Regions from separate parts of the Sus scrofa genome. Here all the other regions are linked to region 2. The links are chromatin contacts, called in public Hi-C and HiChIP or PLAC-seq maps. All regions are on one chromosome and are shown on one strand. The core of a region is the stretch at or near the end of the contact, and the rest is flanking DNA. Distances in the headings are between cores, read along the strand shown.

Region 1 (2,700 bases), core at 61-2,560, 180 kb after region 2:
GGAACCTCCATATGCTACAGGTGCGGCCCTACAAAGCAAAAAAAAAAAAAAAAAAAAGAAGAAGAAGAAGAAGAAATATAGAGATCAACCTGAAAGGGGAAGGAGTTCCCGATGCTCAGGGAGTTAAGAATCTGACAGAATGTCGATGAGATTGTGGGCTCGATCCCTGGCCTCACTCAGTGGGATCCAGTGCTGCTGCAAGCGAAGGCATAGGTGGAAGATGTGGCTCAGATCTGGTGTTGCCTTAATTGTGGCTGTGGCGTAGACCAGCAGCTGCAGCTCCTATTGGACCCCTAGCCTGGGAACTTCCATATGTCGGGGGTGTGGCCCTAAAAAGAAAAGAAAAGGGGGGGAGGAGAGAAGCTGTAGCAGAGCCCAGGGGTTGGGTTACAGCGCTGGGCTGAGAGGGTGCAGAGAAGGGAGTAAAGCAGGTAGAGGCCGTGCCGAGGCGGACTGGAGGGTAGGAAGAGCCTGAGAGTGGGGCAGAGGCTTGAAGAAGAAGGGCTACTGCCTGGGGCCGTTCCGGGCTCAAGTCCTGCGGGGCCCTCCTAGGCCGGCACTTGCCTTGGAGGCCCTAGGGACCCTGGGCACCACCTCCCTTTGAAAGGAGGGACTGACAACCCCCAGGGCTCAATGACAGCCCCTCACTCGCTCCTCCTCTTTCCAATCACAGCAAGAACCAACGACCTCAACACGGAAGTCCGAAGAAATCATCCCCCAGCTAAAATCCTCCCTCGGCTTCTTTCTACCCTTCCTTATACGCGGAATTTCTAATCCAGCTCTCCAACTTCTGGGGCATCGCCTCTCACTCTCGGTGTTCCCACCGCCCGGATTATTTCCTGGGCGCGATCCTAGCAGGACAGGCTCTCCTGCGCCAGGGTGCTCCGCACGTGCTTCTCGCGTCCAAGAAACCCTCTCGGCTTCACCTCCCGCCCGCCAGCCCCCTCAGTTCCCACGGCATTTTCCTTCGGAAGCCCGGGCCCTTCGACCTGCCGCGGGGCTGCCGCCGCCCTCCCCCAGCCCGCCCGCCGCGCCCCTCCGCTCCGGGGTCCGCCCGCCCTGCGCGAGGGGCCGCTCACCTTGGTGTGCGAGGCTGCCGGGGGCCGCGGCCGTAAGGGCACCGGCCGGGGGTCCGGGACGGCCGGGGCCTCCTCGGCCCACGCGGGCTCCTCAAACATGCGGCCGGGAGGCGAGCTCGGGGGCCCGCGCGCCTCTCCACGTGCGCAGCGCGTCCCGGGGCTCCCGGCGCGCAAGCCGCCCGAGCGCCGCCGGGAACCACCGAGTGCCGGCGGCGGCTAGACAAGCCGGCGCGGCGCCGGGGACCATCGAGTTCACACACCGGCGGCTAGAAGGGCCAGGAAGGCGGGCGGGGGCGGGGGCAAGGCGGCCGCGCGGGCCCGAGCGGGCCGGGCCCGGCCGGGGCGGGGCCGGGCGGCGGGCGCGGCCGGACGGGAGTTCCCCGGAGCAGGCTCCTCCAGCCCGAGGCCCGGTGAGTGTGCGAGCAGCCGGGCCCCCTCCCCACGGCTCGATCCCCGCCGGGCCGTCACCCCTCCCCACGCCCGCTCCGTTTCGAGCGGGGAACGGGGGCCGCCGCCGGGAAGGACCTAGGGTCGCCTCCCGCAGCGTCTAGGGCGCCCGAACTCCCCCTCCCCCCAGCCGGGTTCGCAGGTGGGGACGCGGGGCTGGCTCTCGACATCCCTGTGGGAGGTGCTGCCTCCCAGGCACCTCCTGCCTCTCCCGACCCGCCCTGCCCTCGCGCCCGGGGGCACAGACACAGTCTGGGATCACCTTGCTGCCCCCCTAATTCCGTCCACACTTCCAGCAGCCCAGGACGCAGCGCCTAGACCGCCACCCCGACAAAAAGACTTCTCTCCAGTAGGGGACAGAGCTTGGGGTCCACCCCCCTTGCCTGGATCCTTCTGCAGTCCCCACGCTTCCCCAATCTAGGGGACGCAGCTATGGACGACATCTTCGCTCAGTGCCGGGAGGGCAACGCGGTGGCCGTCCGCCTGTGGCTGGACAACACGGAGAACGACCTCAACCAGGGGTGAGCTGAGGTGGCTGGTGGGGGAGAGGAAGGGCAAAGACCTGGTCCTCGCCGGATGTGCGGTGCTCCGGTCCGGGGCTGGCGGTGGACTTTCCTCTCGGTCGGATGAGTGCTAAGCACAGCCTGTCGGGGCAGGGGGGGTCTCCACTCAGGAAGCTGTTGTTTGAGCTGAAACTTGAGTGCTCCGTAAGAATTTCTCAGGCAGAGGCTGCAGAGAACCTTTCCAGCTTGGCCGAACTGCTTGGGCAAAAGCTAGGGGGCATGACACAGAAGAGGGTGTCCGGGAAATTGTCCAGAGTTCCGTATGACTCTGGCCCCAGAACAGAAGACCCAGGTGGGCTGCTGTGGGCTGCAGTATTGGGTACAAGTGGAGAATGACAGGAGATAGGATTGCAAAGGTCTGCAAGAATATGTAGCCTTTAGTCAAGTATTTATTCTAATAAAGCCATGCGATGATATGAGGACTTGCTGGATCTTGGATGCTTTGTGAAGAGCAGATGGCAGAGAGGCAGCGGCCTGATGCATCCCAGAAGTGGAGATGGCTTGGACTAGAACGGGGTGGGTGAAAGAGAAAGAAGTGATCAGAACCCTGAAAGCTGCAGGAGAAAGAGTTAATGAGACTTGGTGAGGGCAGCGAGAAAGGTCAGAAATGA
Region 2 (2,700 bases), core at 145-2,644:
GCATTGCTGTGGCTGTGGCGTAGCGGGCACCTGTAGCTCTGAAGAGGCCCTTAGCCTGGGAACCTCCATATGCCGTGGGTGTGGCCCTACAAAGACAAACACAAAACAAAACAAAACAAGCCCCAGGTTGCCACCCATACTTAAGCTCTAGGGCTATGATCCTCTACTCGGGTTTGATAATTTGCTAGAAAAGCTCCCAGAACTCAGGAAAACACCTTTCACTTACACATCCTGGATGGTGCAAAAGGTACAGCCCAGGAATGAAACCAAGGGCAGGGCCCTGGGGGCTCCTGGGCACCAAAGCCTTCCTGGGCCCCTCATTTCTTATTTGTAGGAAAGAGGCCTCATGCAGCCTCCAGGGCTGCTCACGAGTTCTTTCCCGGTGACCAGCCCCATCCTGAGGTCCTTTAGGGGCCCCCACCCTAAGTTACCTTATTAGCATAAATTCAGGTGTGATTGGAAGCGCTCTCTATAACCAGACACTGCTCTCACTCAGGAAATCCAAAGGGTTTTAGGAGTCCTGTGCCAGGAACTGGCGACCAAACCAAATGCCTTTCCTATGATACCCTGGTACTCCATCTGAAACGATGCCCACACAACGGAGGGGGAAGAGTCACTTGGAAAAAAAATTCTCAACGAAAAGAACCGACAGGACCGGAGAATGGAGGTGAGAATGGTATTACACACGTCTTAGTATTGTTAGAACGGAGGATTCATAATTATAAAATGCCTGTTCCCGAGCCTGTCACCTCCTGCAGAGCTCGGGAAATAATAGCTTTTACCGGCATGGCTGCGGGAGGGTGGGAGGCCCAAGTTGTAATCCTCGTCCTTGCTGGCTGCAGGGTCCACACCTCTTCTTGGCCACTTCATCTCCTCTGGGCCTCAGTTTTCTCATCCACACAATGAGGGGTAGGGGTGCCCCCCTGCGAATAAAGGGTCCTTTCTAACTGGAGGCTCTGAGTCAGTAAGATCATCAGTCAGGGTGCGGGTACCAGTGGCAGAACTAGAGAAATTGAGGGCTGGTGGTGCCCGCCAGGACAGAGGGCCGACAAGGTGTGAGAGTCCCTGCCCGCGGTGCCCCCGCCACCCAGCCCCTCCCCCGCCTCCATCCCCCACCCATCTCCCTCCCAAAGTTTAAAGCCGGGTGGGCCTGGCAGTCAGCTATCAGAGGGATCCGAAGAACGCAGCTCTGGAGAAGCGAGGCGCCTAGGGGCCTTGGAGGGGCCTCTCGCCGGCCAGGCTGGGCTCCAGCCAGGGCTGGGCACCTGCCGGGGCCTGGCACAGCTGGACCGCCCGGGGTCAGGGCGAGGGCGGGAGCGGGACCGCGGGCGGGGTCCGGGCGGGTCGGGCGCGGCCGGCCCACTTCGCCTCCACCTCCGCCTCCCCGACACCGCGATCAGCTGCTGCGGACGGAGGAAGAGGAAGGGGCGGAGCGGCGTTGTGGCTCAGCTCCGAGCAGTCAGCCGACCGCGCCGCCTGGGATCCGGAGAGCCAACCAGGGCCCGCACCGGCCGGGGCCGGGCTGGTTCGTCGGGTCTAGGAAGCCCGGCAATGCCCCGCCACCGAGGGCCTCCCGGCCAGGGCCGCCCCAGGTGGGGCTGGGAGCAGAGACTGGACAGCTTCTTGCGGGTCCCCAGCCTAAGGCTCCTGAGTATGGGCTTGGCACTGACCCTGGCCCTGTCTGACCCCCTGGTTTTCTGGGCTCCTGCTGGGGCTCATCCTCTTCCCGCCCAAGGCCACCCCGCCAAGTTCAGTCGCATAGCGCCCCAGCTCCGGAAAGCCTTTGGCTGGTGGAACCTCAGCTGTCCCGTCTGCAAAGGCCTGTTCACTGCCCTCGACCTCGGGCTAAAGGTAAGCGCTCTGGGGGCTGCCGGCAGGGGAGGGGGGCGCGGGGCGGGGCGCCGGATGGAGGGGCGCGCTGGAGCGGGGGCTGGGCTAAGACCTAGCCTAAGAGCAACCGCGATGGAGAGGCTGTGGTCCGCAAACCTTTACCTAATCTGCCCTCCTCTGGGGACACCCGTGGCTGCAAGCCACCACTGCCACCTCCTCTGTGACCTTGTGAAGTGAGGAAAGAGTTCAGGCTGGGCACGGTGCTAGCCCTTTTATGGAGGTTAAATCAAGCCTGCAGGCTGGTTTCCTTACCATTCTTCACCCCATTTCACAAATGAATAGAGGTCCTGAGCTGAAGTCACTTGCTGGAGGAAGGACCAGGAGGAGGGCCAGCAGCTGGTGAGGGGTAGGGCCAGGGCTCTGACCCTGGTGTGCCTGACCCAGTGCCCTCCACCTTAGCTTTAGCACCTGCAGCCCTAAGCAAGGTGCCTGGGACTAAGGTGCCACCAAGACCCTCCGACTCAAAAAGGACTTGAATTAAGGACGATCCAGAGGTGTGGGACCTGATGGGGCTGGGCTGCCTTGACCCTGATGGGGCTGTGATGAGCGCTGGTTGGTAGGTCAGCTTTCTGGGGCTCCTCAGGGAGACAAGGCCCTGTCCCTGTGTGTGTCCCCAAGCTCTGGACAGTCGTCATCCTGCCCACCCCAAATTTCATGGCACTTGAGACAGGGACTGAGAAAGCCAGCGGGCAGGAAAAGACCTGAAATGCCACCGAGCTAAAATGCCACTGGCCTGGTGATGCCCGAGTCACAGGGCAAGGTCTGCTTCACCATGGTGATACCGAATCCATCCTAGCCCCAGTTTGGAGG
Region 3 (2,700 bases), core at 31-2,530, 190 kb after region 2:
GCTCCCGTCTGTACCGGATGCTACTTGGCCATTTGTCGGGCAGCCGTTAAATAGCAGAATCAGAATTTGAAACCAGATCTGATGACCAAGCCTGTACTCTTAACCACATTCATTTTCCATTTTTTGTTTATTTGCTTATTTGCCTTTTTTTTTTTGTCTTTTTTTTTTTTTCTTTTTAGGGCCACACCTGCGGCCTATGGAGGTTCCCAGGCTAGGGGGCGAATCAGAGCTGTAGCCACCGGCCTACACCACAGCCACAGCAACGCCAGATCCGAGCCTCGTCTGCGACCTACACCACAGCTCACGGCAACACCGGATCCTTAACCCACTGAGCGAGGCCAGGGATCAAACCTGCATCCTCATAGATCCCAGTCAGATTTGTTTCCACTGAGTCATGACAGGAACTCCCTCCAATTCACTTTTCTATTTGGAACCTCTTCAGTGATGGCCACTGCCATTCGTCTGCCCTGTATCAGCCCCTCAGACAGGCACCGAGAGCATGTCTGTGACCCGACCTGTACCATCCATGCTCAGCCCAGCCCAGACCCTCCACTGGCATCCCACGTGGCTCCCTCCTGCCCCCACCCCCGCCCCGTCCTGACAGGCACCGTAGCGAGGAGAGCCAGGGTCCGACACAGCCTGCACCAGCTCAGACAGTCTGTCCACGTTCTGCTGTCTCAGGGCAAAGGTGAGACTCAGCTCTTCCTCAGGGTCCGCACGGCCCAGGGACACCCAGCCTGGGGGCAGCCTGCAGGGTCAGGGGCCTTTGTTAGGGCGGGGATGGCAAAGATTTGTTGTGGAGGGTTCGGCATTGGGTCTAGCCCTTGGGGAGGGTTCCAGAAGCAGCTTCGGATCACAGCAGGTGGGTGACCAGGAACTGAGGCTGGGAACCTGGGCTGAGGAGCGGGTACCAGGGGCGGGGAAGGGGTGAGGGAGGCTGGAACCAGGACAGTGGGTGCAGGACAGGCCACGGGGAGGGGGCGGTCGGCGCTAAGTCAACTCACGTCCGCTGCTGGTCAGGCTCCGGGCTGTAACTGCACTGGCCGGCGACAGAGAGGGCGAGGAGCCCAAGGAGGCTGCAGGGGCGGCACGTGGGTTTCAGCAGGAGCCGTGCCACCATGGCAGTCCCACCCCCAACGTGGTTCCCTTCTCCGGGGCCCCCAGTTTCTCACCAGGCTCGGGGTCCCATCCGGCCTTTCTGCAGATCTGCTGTCATATGACAGATCACGTGAGGCCTGTCCCGCCTCCACCACCACCACCTCCCTCTCTGCCTAGAAACTAGTGACGGTGCTGGCTCCTCCCTCGAATGGGCGGTGCTGAATGCTGGGGACACAGCCACTCGGATGCTCCCTTGTGGTCTGTCAATCGCTGTAAACTCGGGCTCCCCCCCCACCTGCTGCCACAATCCAGGACTCCCCGCAGGCCAGGGAGCTCTGCAGGGCAGAGCCCCTGGAGGCTGGTGGAACTGCAGACCCGGGGTCTCATGGCCACGTGGCATCAGGAGAGTCACCTCTAGGAGCCCAGGTCTCTTTGGGTAGAACATGGAGCCGATTAGGTTAAAGGGGCTCTGCCTAGAGGGCTGCAGTGCCAACGGGCAGAGAGAAAGCAGAGAGCCTCCCCTGGCAAAGGCTCCACAAATGTGAGCTCTTATCACACGTGCCCGTTTGTGGCCCCAAGAAAAACGGATCCACCACTTGGCTGCTCTTGTATCCATGCCCCACCTCCTTAAAGACCCTCAGGCCGAGAGTGGTCATCTCCAAAACCTCTCCCCACCCAGCCAGTCCCTCTCTAGGTCACTGCCACAAGCAAGCTCCTCCGTCCGCCCTCTCTGGGCCTCCTGCCCACCTTAGAGGGGAAGGTCAGTGCACAGAGAAGTGCCAGTCAGCCTTGGGCTAAGCCCGGGCTCCCTGTGGCGCCCCCCCCCCCCCCGCCCAACACCTCTGTGTCCCACCCTCCGTGCCTCCTGAGGCGTCCCCCATGTGCCAGGGTGCCTTCCTGTCCCTAAGCTCCCAAAGAACAGAGCTGGACACGGGATACAAACTGCAGTTTATTAAGGCTCCAGAGTGAGAATTGGCACTTGGTTCTGGGCAGGGGCAGGGGTGTCAGCGGAACCCAAAGGAGCTGGGCCCCAAAGGTTGGAGGGACCGCCCCCATCCCCCCTACCCCCCAATAAATAAAGTCTCGGCTCCATCTCAGGGTGCTGACACAGGGCAAGAAGCCCTCGGTGAGGAGAAACCGAGCCTGCCGCCTCTTCATCTATCTCCCCACGCTGGACCTGGCCACAGGGCAGTGCCCGGCAGGGCCTCGTGGTACTGGTGCTCTGCCAGGGCTGTGGTGAGATGGGAGACCTGCCCCAGTGGAGGACTCAGGGACGGGGGCAGGCCCCCCGCCCCCGTGGCCAATCGTGGTCCGAGGCTGCCCGGGGCAGGCTCAGACGGGGCCTGCGTTGGGGACGCAGTGAGCATCCCAGGTCGGGGCCCAGCCCGGGCCACAGCTAGATGTGCAGCTCCGTGTCGTCGGGTGGCTCCAGGCCGGACTCTGCACTGAGTGCTGAGGCTGAGGGGCCCTGGGCCACCCCAAACGGTGAGACCACGGGTGAGCGAGCAGCCAGAGGAGACAGGGAAGGTGAGAAGCTGGGGGACATGGCAGCTGAGGACAGGGAACCTTCATGGCTGATGGGGGAGCGGTGAGAGGCTGGAG
Region 4 (2,700 bases), core at 28-2,527, 250 kb after region 2:
ATTTCACTTTCAGCATTCTCAAAGGTAGGGTCCAAACACCAACACCCTGCCCGAAACTTCCTCACGGAGAACTTCTGTGTGTTGTCAAAAACGACAGAGGGTACTGTATAGCGCAGTGAACTATACCCAGTCTCTTGGGTAGACCACGATGGAAGAAAATATAGGAGAGGAGTTCCCGTCGTGGCGCAGTGGTTAACGAATCCGACTAGGAACCATGAGGTTGCGGGTTCGGTCCCTGGCCTTGCTCAGTGGGTTAAGGATCTGGCGTTGCTGTGACTGTGGTGTAGGCCGGCGGCTACAGCTCCGAATGGACCCCTAGCTTGGGAACCTCCATATGCCGCGGGAGCGGCCCTAGAAAAGGCAAAAAGACAAAAAAAAAAAAGAAAATATAAGAAGGAGGATATATATATATATAGATTCCCACATATACATGAGACTGGGTCACTTTGCTAAACAGCGGAAATTGGCACAACACTGTAAATCAACTCTAGTAAAATTTTTTTTTAAAAGAGGCAAGAAAAACACAGAGGGGATTAGTTACAGGCAGTTGTGTAGATTCAGATTCCCGTTGAATTCAATGATCTCAGGACACACATCTCTAGTTTACATCTGTCCTTAAGGGCATGGCATGACTAAGCTTATTTCTGCCCGGTTCCCTCTCCTCTAACAACCCCTCCGACGTAAGGAGCCAAGGAAGACATGTGGGAGACAGGATGCGCTCACCGTGAGCCAGAAGTCAGCCATGCGCATGGCTCGTTCGTTGGTGTCTCCCAGCTTCCCATAGTCGATGAGCTGCGAGGACACAAGAACTTACTCAACCCGAGCAAGAAAAGGGGGCCCATCTTACCTCCCGAATGCCAGACTGCAACGCATCATGCTACGAGCAAAGCGTCTGGATAAGGCGGGCCTCACCGGCCTTCCACGTGCGGGTCAGAGGGGTGGACTCGGCTCGCGGTACTCGCGGACTGAGACCTCGCGCAGGGCTTACGAGGCGTCTCAATTCTTCCCCAGCTCCCGCCGGACCCGCCCCCGGAGGCCCGACCTGACCGGAGCAAGAGGGTCCCTCCGCTCACCTTCTCCGCGTAGCCCCTCAGCTCGTCCACGCGTGCCCATGACGCCTCGATGCGTTCGTGTCGCACCAGTCCCGTAAGCAAGTTCTGCAACAGGTGGATGCGGGACTCGGGACCAAGGCCCAGGCGGCGGAAGACGCGGCCGTGGGAGATGGCGGCGGCCACCGACAGCCGCATCGTCCCGACTTCTCCCCGCCCCCGGGAGGCCGGAACCGGAAGCTCCGCGAGGTGCGCGGAGAGGCGGAGCCGGGAGGACGCATGCGCCGTAGGCAGGTGCGTGGCGGACGTGTTTGCGCATGTGTAGCGGAGCCTGCCTCGTTGGCAGCCTGGGGGAGGGCGGGGAAGGGGCGTCGACCTCTCCCTGAGGAGGCGGGCGGCGCGGCTCCGGCCCGGGAGCGCCGCCTGGTGTGAGGGAGCCGGCCTCGGGTTTCTCGCGTGCTGCGCCCGTCGTCCTGCAGGGCGCTGGAAGCTCCGCCTGCAGCCGGCTCGGAAAGTGAGTACCTGAGGGGAAGGCGCCGGGCGGGTCGCGGTCTCTCGCGCTGGCGCCCTGCCCGCCCCCGGCCGCGGCGAGGTCTGACCCCCTGAGCGGTCCCTTGTTAAAGAAACTTGTTTTCCGTGGTCGTGGTGCCGTGAGTGGAATAACACTGAGAGGAAAGAGACCCAGACGGCGAAACTTTTCTTTGAAGGCGTGCCGTCATCCCAGTTCCAGAAGAATTTCAGCACCGCTGCGGCTCTGCCGATTGGCGGTGCCTTCGTCACAGCTGCTTGTGGATTCCCTCGTCCCCTCCGCAAAGGGGGAGCCGGGTCCTACCCCGTCCCACACCTCCTGCCCCGCCCTCTGGGCCTCAGGAGGTGCCCTTTTAAAAGTGAAATAGAGCCCTGGCGTTCCCTTCGTGGCCTCGATGGTCAACGAATCTGACGAGGAACCGTGAGGTTGCGGGTTCCATCCCCGGCCTCGCTCAGTGGGTTAAGGATCCGGCGTTGCCGTGAGCTGTGGCGTAGGTCGCAGATGTGGCTTGGATCCCCTGTTGCTGTGGCTGTGGTGTGGGCCGGTGGCAACATCTCTGATTCGACCCCTAGCCTGGGAACCTCCATGTGCTGCAGGGGTGGCCCTAAAAAGACCAAAGACAAACAAAACAAACAAAACAAAAACCCAAAAAACAAAACAAAACAAAAAAACACGAAAAATAATAGAGCCCTGCAGATCAGATGTCATTAGTTAAGATCAAGTCTTACTGGGCTGGGGTGGGGGCCTAATCCCAAATGCCTGATGTCTCAGAAAAAGAATCTATAAGGAGAGACAGTGACCCACAGGGGGGATACCATGTGGCGGAGAAGGCAGAGAGCAGAGCTGTCCAGTTGTAAGTCGAGGGTTTTCTGGCAAACCTCAGAAACTAAGAGCATGGTTTGGAACAGATTGTTCCCTGGATCCTTCAGAGAATGCAGCCAGTGGACAGGTTCATTTACATATTTTTTTGATAACGCATATTTAGATTTGTTGTTCTGTCTTTCTCTTAGGTTAGCAGAGAAGGCTTGTTAATTTTAATTTTGAAGTTTCTTTTGTTGGAAGTAACACACATACAAATACAAAAAGTCTTAAACATATGGATATGTTGGTAGAGATTTATAC

The links. Hi-C and Micro-C count contacts between places; a contact is called where the count stands out from the background. HiChIP or PLAC-seq counts read pairs in DNA pulled down with a chosen protein or histone mark.
Region 1: an H3K27ac HiChIP or PLAC-seq map of alveolar macrophages shows a contact between it and region 2. The contact joins the promoter of RRP8 here to the promoter of SMPD1 in region 2. A contact is called at or near these places in 2 of 47 Hi-C or Micro-C datasets (liver and retroperitoneal adipose tissue) and 1 of 2 datasets of contacts at active chromatin or transcription factors (alveolar macrophages).
Region 3: a contact with region 2 is called in a Hi-C map of skeletal muscle, with 2.6 times the contacts expected there. The contact joins the promoter of TPP1 here to the promoter of SMPD1 in region 2. A contact is called at or near these places in 2 of 47 Hi-C or Micro-C datasets (liver and skeletal muscle) and 1 of 2 datasets of contacts at active chromatin or transcription factors (alveolar macrophages).
Region 4: a contact with region 2 is called in an H3K27ac HiChIP or PLAC-seq map of alveolar macrophages. The contact joins the promoter of MRPL17 here to the promoter of SMPD1 in region 2. A contact is called at or near these places in 1 of 47 Hi-C or Micro-C datasets (heart right ventricle) and 1 of 2 datasets of contacts at active chromatin or transcription factors (alveolar macrophages).

What each region holds. Positions count from the first base shown.
Region 1 is chr9:3,150,772-3,153,471 of Sscrofa11.1, reverse strand. RRP8 (ribosomal RNA-processing protein 8) reads right to left here and starts at 1,310. Exons shown (of 7, transcript XM_003357134.4): 1 at 1,080-1,310. The coding sequence starts at 1,178. ILK (integrin-linked protein kinase) reads left to right here and starts at 1,375. Exons shown (of 13, transcript XM_005656596.3): 1 at 1,375-1,489; 2 at 1,826-2,047. The coding sequence starts at 1,959.
Region 2 is chr9:3,327,187-3,329,886 of Sscrofa11.1, reverse strand. SMPD1 (sphingomyelin phosphodiesterase) reads left to right here and starts at 1,394. Exons shown (of 6, transcript XM_021062347.1): 1 at 1,394-1,851. The coding sequence starts at 1,552.
Region 3 is chr9:3,134,160-3,136,859 of Sscrofa11.1, reverse strand. TPP1 (tripeptidyl-peptidase 1) reads right to left here and starts at 1,280. Exons shown (of 12, transcript XM_013989454.2): 1 at 1,173-1,280; 2 at 1,005-1,076. It overlaps DCHS1 (protocadherin-16), which reads right to left. Exons shown (of 23, transcript XM_021062333.1): 23 at 2,035-2,700. The coding sequence ends at 2,495.
Region 4 is chr9:3,074,563-3,077,262 of Sscrofa11.1, reverse strand. MRPL17 (mitochondrial ribosomal protein L17) reads right to left here and starts at 1,277. Exons shown (of 3, transcript NM_001244380.1): 1 at 1,074-1,277; 2 at 724-792. The coding sequence starts at 1,247. LOC106507820 (a long non-coding RNA gene) reads left to right here. Exons shown (of 4, transcript XR_002335515.1): 4 at 1,012-1,101.